Regions from separate parts of the Mus musculus genome. Here all the other regions are linked to region 2. Evidence: chromatin contacts called from public Hi-C data. All regions are on one chromosome and are shown on one strand. The core of a region is the stretch at or near the end of the contact, and the rest is flanking DNA. Distances in the headings are between cores, read along the strand shown.

Region 1 (3,444 bases), core at 763-3,262, 260 kb after region 2:
GGAAGCAGGAGCTAATGCTTCCACAGAGAATAGTGCTGCTTACTGGCTTGCTCAGCCTGCTTATAGAACGCAGGGCCACTAGCCCAGGGTTGGCAGCACCTACAATTGACTGGGCCCTTCCCCAATCATCAAAAACAAAGAAAATGCCCTCCAGATTTGTCTACAGACCAATCCACAGCCGGCGTTCCTTAGTTAAGGTACCGTCTTCTCAGAGGACTTTACCTTGTATATCAGGTTGTTGTACAACTGGCCACCACAGCACAGCTAGGTAGGACAGCCCATGTCTTTGATCCCAGCACTTAGGAGGCAGAGGCAGTCAGATCTTTGAGCTTAAGGCAAACCCGATCTTCAGAGTTAATTCAAGGATAGTCAGGGCTATGCAGAGAAACCATATCTCAAAAACAAAAACAAAACAAAAAAACCAAAAAACAACAACAACAACCAACCAACCACTACCCAGCAACCTTCCAAGATAGCTGCAAGATAGATAGCCTGTGTCCTCAGATGGAACACAGGCATGGGAAATTAGATTCCCAGCTGCTGTAGTTTGGATCCTGAGCTGGAAAGATAGAGCTCCTGTCGTCTGTCACCATAAACAGCCACCGGCAGAGACAAGAGTGAACCCTTAAATCCTGCTTTATTCAGGGGACAGCAAGGTAAGGAGGAGGCAGGTTCACCCGCGAGGAAAAATAGACCACCGGAGTCAGGGCTGTCAGTCAGGGTTAGGAGCTTAGCCTCATCCCTGAGTTTTGTGGTGTCAGCGTCCTGCACGTCTGCCCTCTCCACTGTCTGTCTGTACCTCCAGGTTCAGAGGCACTCTAGGTTGTTCATAGAGTGCACATGCAGACTCTTGTCCAAGGCGTGGTGGGAAAACCTGCCCTAATAATACAAGATGTAAAGTGCCCCATCTGTCCCTGTGTTACTAAAGATCTACGAGCTAAAGACTTGGCTCTGTTAGGGGAGGGTGGGTGCTTTAGGAGGTGGGGCCGAGTGGAAAGTCCTAGGTCATTAGGGGCAGGCTCCTGAAGGGGTAAGGAGCTGGTCCCCTTCATCAAGTGTCTCTTGTTTGTCACACGACTACCAGAAGCCTAATGGTAACAGATTCATTGATCACAGAGTGAAACTCTCAGAGCGACCATCCCAGGCATCTATTTGTCTCAGTACTGGAACTCCAGTACCTAGTCGTGGCCCCTCCTCCACCCCTGCCCCATGGAGGTGGGGGTGGGGGTGACTTTGACGGTGGATACTCTTAATGCAAACTTTTACCACTCTCTTCTAAGCCGTTTTCAATGATTATCAATCACTTTTATAATCAAGGTGGAGAGAAGGCAATAAAAAAATCACTGGGTCGTGCAAAGAGTCTAGAAAGTTCCTGAAGACTGTTTTCCCCCAGGTGTTAGCCGTGATTGTTTCCAGATGGTGGGAGGATGGTGGCACTGAGAACTCTTTTACTCTGTTCTGTCTTTTTCCCCCCCTTGGTGGAAAGAGAGTTCATGAGTTATTTAGAATTCTGGCATGTTGATCCCTGAGGCTTCCATGGGGGGGGGGTCTGCTGTATCCCATAGGATGAAGGTGGTACCTGCAGACCCTTGGTGGCATCCTACCTCCCCACCAGCCTGGAGCATGGCCACCCCTCCCCAACACACACCGGAAAAGGTTGGAGCTGGTGCCAGCTTGTGCCTCTCTTCGTCCCCCTCCCAGGAGAGCCATGTCCTCGCTCATCTGTAACTTTCAATTAACCAGGCACCAGGCTCCAGCTCAGAGGCTGAACAAATGTTCCAGGGAGGGAAAGAATCCAGCCCAAAGCACTGGGAGGACATTTCCTTTTAATTAAAGTGAGAATTAAGGCGGCTCTAAAACCCATTCTGGTGAGACCAGAAGGTGGTCCAGGAGGAAAGGTTGCCAGGGAGGCATTCTGGGGAGGGAGGCAGGGTGCAGGGTGCGAGGAGGGAGCCATCCACTCTTGTATTTCTCATTAGGCCCCCGCAGGTCTGGGTCTGCTAATGCAGGAAGATGGAGGCTGGCATCAGATGGTCCTGGTAATTAGAACCCTTGACCCCCAGGGCCGCCTTACTGGGACAGGATTATTGTTGATACTGGGTGTCTGGGTATGTGGGAGGAAGCACTTGGGCAGATGGAGTTTAGAACAGGGCCCCCTGCACCTCCAGGCTCCCTCTCTATTCATCCTGAGCCAACCTCTCAGAGGCCTCAGAGAAGAGAAGAGAAGGCCTTGGCCTTCTCTCTCTCTCTCTCTCTCTCTCTCTCTCTCTCTCTCTCTTTGGCAGAGACAGGAATGGGGAGTGTCAGATAATGATTCACAGTTGTTGAGTGTCACCACTGCTCCTGGGCTTAGGAGCTGTGGCTTTGTGGGTTTGAATCCACTTCTGTTCCTCCCTGATTCACTGAGGACAGCTTCATGGTCCCCGTGGGCCCCCACTTCCCCACCTGTAAGTTAGAGGTGACAGTGACACTTGCGTTGAAGGGTTGGTGTTCAGGGCTTAGAATCTCCTGCCCATAGTGCCAATCGCTCAGAGCTGGGAATGGCACAAGGTAGGGGATGATTCAGTCCAACAGTGTGGCCATGCTGAGTAGAGGATCTTCGTCACAGCCCCTGACATGAGCTGGATTTGGGCAGGGGTAAGAAGTAGGCAGCAGTCTTGGTCACAGGGAGGACCTCACTCTCATTCACTAGGTGGTTCTGAGTCCTTACGATCAGGGAGATGATCCAGTTTCAATAAGATGGATGTGATCTCTGTCGGAGGTGGGTGTCTTTATGAAATGATCTCTCTGTGAGTCTCCGTGGCCTGCATCTTCAGGAGAGTCACTAGAGGCCTTCCGATGCCCTCTGGGGGGCTGGGAGGGAGCCTGAAGGCTGACAGGAGGACACCTCTATTTCTCATCTGTGGACCTTTACCCTGGCAAAGAGCTGAGATGATAGACCTGGTGTTGTCCGTAAGCAGACAGGCATGCCGTGAGCCATCAGCACACAGTCATGCCAGTGAGTGACTGTGCACAAACGTTCAGATGTCATGCAGCTATCTTGCTTGCATGGATCTTGAAGGCCCAGATGAGGCGTCATTGCTTGTTCTGCAACACAAGCTATTCCCAAGTCTCTCTGTCTCTCTGTCTCTCTCTCCTCTCTATCTCTCTCTCTTTCCCTCTACCTCTCCCTCTCTCTCCCTCTCTTTTAGCCTCTCTTCCCCTCCCTCCCTCTCTCCCCTCTCTCTTCTCACAAGATGGGCTGCCAATCACGCCCTTGAACCTCCAGAACTATGAGCCAAAAATAAACCTGTCGGCTTACTTCATAAGCCCGTGTCAGGTGTTTTGTCTTAATGTCTAAATCGACGCCTGCTTTCTGGGCTGCAGTGAGGACTCACCCAGTAAGCCTGCGCACAGGGTAAGAGTGGGCACCCTCGGTGAGGCCTGCATGTCAGCTGTTCTTTT
Region 2 (3,094 bases), core at 96-2,595:
TTCTGTCACCATGCCACCATCCCTGCTCTCTCTGGAGACCCAGGGTGGGATCTATGCTGTCCTGCTGTGCAGGGCCTGAGGTTAAAGTTTGGGAAAGCGCTCTGTCTATGAACTTCTTGGGAATGGTCTCGGCTTCTGGATTTCTTTCCCCACAATGTGAAGGTCCCCATTCTAGATGTGTAACTCCACCCCTCCTCAGAGGCCTGGATCCTGCTGAAATCAAGATGCGGCATCTCTGGTGACCAGATATAGAGTCACCACTAATCCCAACACTAGGTCACTCATGGAATTTTGAGACTGTGGGTCCAGTGACTGCCAGTATTCTGACATGCTGGCTGTACATTATTTCAAATGGCTCTCTCAGAAAGGCTGGTCCAGCCTTGGACTTTGCCAACCATTGTGTCTTTAGAGCTAGGTTCATAGAGCATGCTCAATATACAGTGAATGAATGAATGTTCCTTGTTATGGCAGAAGCATGTTACCTAGCTGGGAACTTTGGCTCCTATCCTGCTGACCACTGTAGGGAAGTGGCTACTGGCCACTTTTCTATGTCAGAATGACTCACCTGGAAGGAAATTACCCTGTTCAAGGCCATACAATGATGGGATCTGGGCTGGGGGCGGGGGGGGGGTCTGTGTTCAGGCCTGTGGGGATGGTTATCCGCTGACAGCTCAGACTCAGATCACTGCAGAGAGCAGGAACCTTGGAAGACATGATCTATGGTGACAGAGTACGCTAGGCAGGCTCGACTTGGAGGTCAGGCAGCATGGGGTGTCTATTGAGAGAGACCTACATCAGTGTCCTTAGAGGGAGAGGGGAGTCCGGGAAATGGTCCTAGGCTGACCTTGGGGAAGGACTAGAAGAAAATGCTTAGTTTCCAGGGCTGGGGAGGGGCCCTGACAGACTGGGCAGAGCCAGCCAGGAAGGGCAATCTTCAATGACCCCCACCAGAATTTATGAGGCAGGTGGCTGCCTTGGTCCTGCTGCTTGGATAGGTTCATCAGGGCTGATGTAAGGAATGAATGAAGATGTCCTGCACTAAGGTGCAGGTCTACTGTGTGGTTAGTGTCTGGTCAGGGGAAGAACAGATGTGACAGGACCCCAAGGGATAAAGTGCATCTGCCTATTGCACAGAGCATTCTGGAAAGCCGTGGGCACCCTGACTCTAGTGGGCTCCCAGGGCTGAGACAAGGGTGGGTGGCAAATCTGCATTCCAGGCTGACTGGGGTCACTCCGGGACAGCGGAGGTTGTGGGAAAATAGAGGCACTTAGCCAGCAGTGCCTCCTCCACACTGCAGGGACTTGGTGTCCTTAAAACCAGGACAAGCCTGCCACCCAGTGCTGTCCTGGATCATAACAGCAGCCTGCAGTGTGGCTGCCACCCTGTGCCTGGCCTGAGAGTGCAGCTACACACTGAAGACTCTGATGACCTAGGGTTACCAACCATTCTCTCCCCAAAGCATGTTTTTACCCCAGTTCACCACTCCAATAGCCCAGAGCCATTCTACAGAAGAAAGGCAGGCATTCAGCCTGGTCCTTCCACTCCTGGAGGCAGTGGCGTTTGCATTAGGTATGGTGTGCCTGGCCATATTTTAAGGTGTTATTCTTATGGTTACTGTATGTTCTGGAATGTTGTATAATGTACAACTTGTTAAAGTCTCTATCTTTTGTTGTTTTGTTTTTGTTCTTGAGACAGATAAACAGCCTGGGCTGGCCTTAAACTTACAATCCTGTGTCAGCTTTCCACATGCTGGGATTAAAGGTATGCCTGGCTTATTCATATATATGTATATATTCAGATATGATGTATGTCATTTATATTCCACAGTAATAGCTAATCATAAAAATATGATAAACATGGCCATGTCTTACATAACAATGTTTCTATATAGGGGACCACCCATGTGTCAGCGCCTCTGTGACATTGTATCACACCTAATGACATCATACACATTTTAGTTTGCACATGTATATTCCTGGATGTTTTCATAACCTATGTCTTAAACGTAGTTATTACTATCACCAGGCCATGTGACTGCGATTAAGACAAAATCTTCACACAGACCCATGACCAAGGAACCCCACCTCACAGATGGCATTTCTGAGATGCAGAAAGGTTGATCCTTGGTCGTGGGTCAGAGTTAGGATCTGCATTTGGGTCCCAGGAAGACAGGAGTCCCTGGGGTCCAGTTCCCTAGCTGCTCTGTCACAGATATGCCCTGTCTTCAGAAGGCCTCTGAAAGAGCCCCGAGAGAGGAGAGTCAGATTTCCCCCACGTAGTCACAGTTTACAAGGAATCCCCTGGACTCAGAGTTACAGTTGGGTGTGAGTCACCAAACTTGTTCTGATATTGAACCCAGGTCCTCTGCAAGAGCAGCAAGTGCATCTAACCACTGAGCCATCCCTCCAGCCCCCTTGACTCTCTCATCGGTAAACCTCTGCTATCCTCTGGCTCCCATTGCTGTGGTTTGGATCTGCCCTGCCCTCCTGTGTGTTAAAGGCCTGGTTCCCAGTCTGGGGGCTACTGGAAGGAGGTGGGACTCTTAACAGGTGGGGCTAGGAGGGAAACAGATCTCTGAGCATGTGCCTGTGGAGGGGCCTGAGGGACACTGGTTCCCCCACTTCTTTTACTTCCCAAGCAGGATGTGAACTATTTAACTTCCTGTATAGAACACTCCCATCATTGCCACCTGGAGCCCTCAAATGAGGCCTGAATGCCATAGAGGTGCCTGGCACAGACTGAGGCCCCCATAACCATGGGCCAACCATGGACCACGTCTTTCTTCATAAGTCAACATCTTAGCCCATGTCATGATGAAGTAAGAGTCCAATATATTCACCCTCAGGATGACTCCCAGATTTCTAAAGCTCCATCTCATTGAAAGTCCTTGTAAGTGGATCTAAAAGTGCTTTGTGCATTGATGCTTGATTGGACGAATTGTGGGCAGGTGGACCAAGCCAAGAGGCCAGAGGGGCAAGTGGAAAGAAGAGAGCAAGAGAGGGAGGAGGGAGAGAGGACAGGGAGAAGAGAGAAGGAAAGGAGGGGGAGGAGGAAAATGAAGGAGGGAGATGGAAGGGGAGAGGAGGGAACTGG
Region 3 (3,558 bases), core at 19-2,518, 280 kb before region 2:
ACATGACACTCAGCCACACTAAAAACGTGTGGCTAGGGAACACAGGTACATCAAGAGCCACCTCTAGGACTGGAGAGATGGCTCAGCGGTTAAGACCACTGGCTGCTCTTTCAGAGGTCCTGAGTTCAATTCCCAGCAACTGCATGGTGGCTCACAACCATCTGTAATGGGATCTGATGCCTTCTTCTGGTGTGTCTGAAGAGAGCAACAGTGTACTCATATATATTAAACAAACAAACAAACAAACAAACAAACAAATCTCTAAAAAAAAAAAGAGCCACCTCTATACAGATGCCACCCTATAAAGAGGTAAGGTGGAATCTTTTACTCATTCACTGAACAAGCACCTTTGAGCACCTGCAATATGGCAGGTGCATGGTGATTCCTTGTGTACAGATCTAGCAGTAACAGAGACAGTGTGTATGTGCCACCATTATAGACACGAATTGATACTCTGAGGAAAAATCCCAGGAAGTCGTGGCTGAAGATACGGCTGCTGTAGCTAGCATGACCAGGAGGTGCTATTTGAAAAGGCATCAGGCACGTGTGTTGTTCTCAGGGAGCGTGTCCCAGGTGAAGGGAACAGAGGCTCAGCTAGGGAAATGACTGGCTAGGGCAATGCTGGAGCTCAAGAGATACACTTTGTTCTTGGGATCCCTCCTGTCAGATCAGTGTGTCTATACCTGACCTGCCTCAGTTGCCCACAAAGATGTTCTTGGGACTGTGCCTACCAGCATTCTCTGATGGAGGAGGGGTGATAGTAAGGGCCTGTGGGTACAACCTCCCCAGATGCCCATGATCCCTTGGCTGATGTACAGGTCTCAAGGCCCAGGCAGCTCTGCATAGTGGGTGTGCTCTGTCATGTAGCTTGTGATCTAGGGGTTCCATGAGATGAAGCAAAGACTAGGAATTCTCCATAATTTTCAAAACTCTGGCTTTCCTCCATCTCTGATATGCATTTCTTACTTTGTAGACTCAGCTTGGAATTGCTCATCCATAAATCCTGGCCACCAGGGATTCAGCCCCAGAGGGAGGCAGTGGAAGGCAGGGAGCCCGGGATGCCTGTGAACTTAATCCCTGGCAGGGTGGATGGGGGACTGAGATCCTCAGAGGCCAAGATGTTGTCATCACTTAGTTTCTTGGCCCCTTAGTGCCCCATGCTACTGTGGAGTCACTTGCCTCTGACAGCAACAGCAGGGAAGAGGGAAACCCCTTGGCCCATAGCTCCCCACCCTAGCTAGCTCCAGCTGCGGTGCATCAGAGCCTGGCTCTATCCCTGCCTGACAGCCGAAGGGGCGGGAAGCCAAGCTCCCAGCAGCCTAGAGAGCTGTCACCAGGTTTAAATATAGACTGCTGAGCCTATAATTTGCAGCTGTCCCCTGCTGTGCTGTCTTTAATTAGAAATGGAGACAGCCACAGAGGCCTCGGTAGCCAGGTGGGAGGTCCTGCCTTTCATACACCCCCAGTGCAAGGGGAGGTCAAGGCTGTGCTTCAGGGCTGGGGCTCACCTTGCAGCTGGGCTTGGCTCCCTGGGCCAGAAGGCTGCCACAGCTCTCACCTGCAGCTAACATCTCAGTTGGGAAGCCTGGGTTGCTCTCTGGAGCTCAGATAAGTCCTTCTGCATGGGCTCCGGGCTCTGCCCCCAACCCTTTCAGTCCTCCTTCTTCACTATAGCTAGGGTGGGCATTATCAAGGCCAAATCCATTCTGGCTCTCTCTTGCTGTTACCTCTTTCATATTTCCGCCCTGTCCTTAGGATAAAGTCTTTGCTGTCTGGAGCTATAGGCGGTACAGGGTATGTCTGCCACTATAGAAGCCACAGGCTGAGTCCCCTGTCTACTCAGTCACCTTTAATTCTCAAAGCAACCTGCCTTCCTGTGACATAACCTTATCCCCATTTACAGAGGAGTAGGCAGGGACTCAGAGGTGGGGAAAGCTGTCATCGCAAATCCTCAGAGCTGTGCTGTGGCAGTCTGTTTGCAGAGTGGGGCTTCATATATTTAGAGCAGGGCAGGCCTCCAGGACCATTGGAATCAAGGTAGAGGGCATAAAGGGGCAGGGGTTGGAAGGGAGGTCCCTGCTGTGAACTCACCCGCCTTGCCTATCTGCACAGCCAGTTTGGTGAGCTTGCCCTGAAGCACCGACTTCTCTTTCTTGTGCATGTTGGCTTTCTTCTTGTCATCTGCATCGCCGCCCTCTGCACTCTTCAGAGGCTGCATCTCCATGGCAGCTGCCCCATCCTGCTGCTTGGCTGTAGGGGCAGAGCATGCATGTGCACACAGACACACACATGCAGGTTAGCCTAGAGGCCAGAACGCTTAGCACCCACCCTGCCTGCCCAGTAGAAATGCTGATTATCCTGTCTGGGCCCTGCATGGCTGGCAAAGAAGCCTCGGATAGTACCTGCCACTTCCAGCTGCAGTGTCTGGGTCCCAGAGGCTCCTGGGACCTGGCTCTACCCTAGATTCCCAGCAGGACAGGGCTGAACCAAGACCCCACCCTAAATGGGTCCTTGGCCCTCTCACAATTAGATAGAAAGAGAAGGACTTCCTTGGGTATTCTTGAGGCCAAGTTGTTGGGTTGTTAGGGAGTTAGCCATTGGAAGGACACAGAGCATGGCTTAAAGAGAAAGTAAGGTGTCCCATCTCCAGTCAAGGGATCCTTGTCATTGTGGGATGGACAGAAGGACCTGTGGCTCTTTGAGCAGAGGTCAGCCAGCCTTCCACCTATAACAGTCTCTAAGAGCCAACTTCCAGACCCCAGCTGATAGGTAGGCTTGGGAGATCCTGACCCTGGTGCATCCTCTACCTCACTGTGACACCTCTTTATCTTACCTAGTATTATGAGAATCATGGCTGCACCCCAAAAGATGCCAGAGCTCCCCACAGGCGTGGGTACGTCTGCCTCTGGCCCTGGTACATCCCTATCTCTGTGTGTGACTCTAGCCCCATGGCTGCAGTTACCTTTGCTCTGGCTGCTGTCGGCACTGCCATCCTGCATTTTACCTACACAACAGAGAATTTCAACAAACAACAGGCAGCACGGGTCATCACGAGGACGCAACAGACCACAGACACTCATGTCACAGACAGGAAGGGCTAAGGTGCTCAGGGATGCTGAGGAGATCTGGAATGAAGGCCAGCCTGGCCACCATGGTAGCCACAGGGGCTGTGGGGGCAGAAGGCTTTTTGTTCTCTTTGGGGTTGGTTGTGGGGGTGTTTCTGTTGGAATGACCTTGGCTTTCAGTGTTTTATAGATTTAAAGAATGAGCTGGAAAGTAAACGGAACCAGAGTCTACACACAGAAAGCAGAGGGAGGCTCCCACGTCCCCAAACTGAGCCTGCCACGATACTTAGGGCTGAAAGGAGGAAAAGAGAAATGTTCGAATCGTTCCTTCCTCCCTCTCTCCCTCTCATCCCCTTGCAGTAACGAGGACTTGAACCTATGGCTTTGCATATACTAGGCAGATACTCTACCACTGTGCTATAACCCTGGCCCTTTTATGTTTTATTTTTGAGACGAGGTCTTGCTAAGTGTCTTAGGCTGTCCTGGAAGCAAC

The links. A called contact is a pair of places that touch in the nucleus more often than the background predicts.
Region 1: a contact with region 2 is called in a Hi-C map of cerebellum, with 2.1 times the contacts expected there. The contact joins two enhancer-like sites. A contact is called at or near these places in 2 of 39 promoter capture datasets (the 3T3-L1 cell line and hippocampal neurons), 5 of 15 datasets of contacts at CTCF or cohesin (the NIH/3T3 cell line, embryonic stem cells, hippocampal excitatory neurons and 2 more), 93 of 484 Hi-C or Micro-C datasets (the AML12 cell line, the C2C12 cell line, the C3H10T1/2 cell line and 50 more), 12 of 115 datasets of contacts at active chromatin or transcription factors (PVALB interneurons, astrocytes, bone marrow-derived dendritic cells and 7 more) and 2 of 9 other capture datasets (embryonic tail and embryonic trunk).
Region 3: a Hi-C map of cerebral cortex shows a contact between it and region 2, with 2.4 times the contacts expected there. The contact joins two enhancer-like sites. A contact is called at or near these places in 5 of 484 Hi-C or Micro-C datasets (DN2 thymocytes, ECoMG-derived neutrophils, bone marrow-derived macrophages and 2 more) and 2 of 115 datasets of contacts at active chromatin or transcription factors (embryonic basal ganglia and neural progenitor cells).

What each region holds. Positions count from the first base shown.
Region 1 is chr6:114,334,954-114,338,397 of GRCm38.p6, forward strand. No RefSeq gene overlaps it. Among named protein-coding and RNA genes, the nearest start is that of Slc6a1, 54 kb to the left of the region's middle. Within about 2 kb of position 2,013, at least 2 of the 459 cell types and tissues checked have an H3K27ac peak or open chromatin away from gene starts, as enhancers often do. A contact at or near this core is called in cerebellum, where this site is marked.
Region 2 is chr6:114,075,461-114,078,554 of GRCm38.p6, forward strand. No RefSeq gene overlaps it. Among named protein-coding and RNA genes, the nearest start is that of Gm36023, 17 kb to the right of the region's middle. Within about 2 kb of position 1,346, at least 16 of the 459 cell types and tissues checked have an H3K27ac peak or open chromatin away from gene starts, as enhancers often do. A contact at or near this core is called in cerebellum, cerebral cortex and cortical neurons, where this site is marked.
Region 3 is chr6:113,794,148-113,797,705 of GRCm38.p6, forward strand. It overlaps Atp2b2 (ATPase, Ca++ transporting, plasma membrane 2), which reads right to left. Exons shown (of 20, transcript NM_001036684.3): 7 at 2,092-2,250. Among named protein-coding and RNA genes, the nearest start is that of Sec13, 55 kb to the left of the region's middle. Within about 2 kb of position 1,269, at least 60 of the 459 cell types and tissues checked have an H3K27ac peak or open chromatin away from gene starts, as enhancers often do. A contact at or near this core is called in cerebral cortex and cortical neurons, where this site is marked.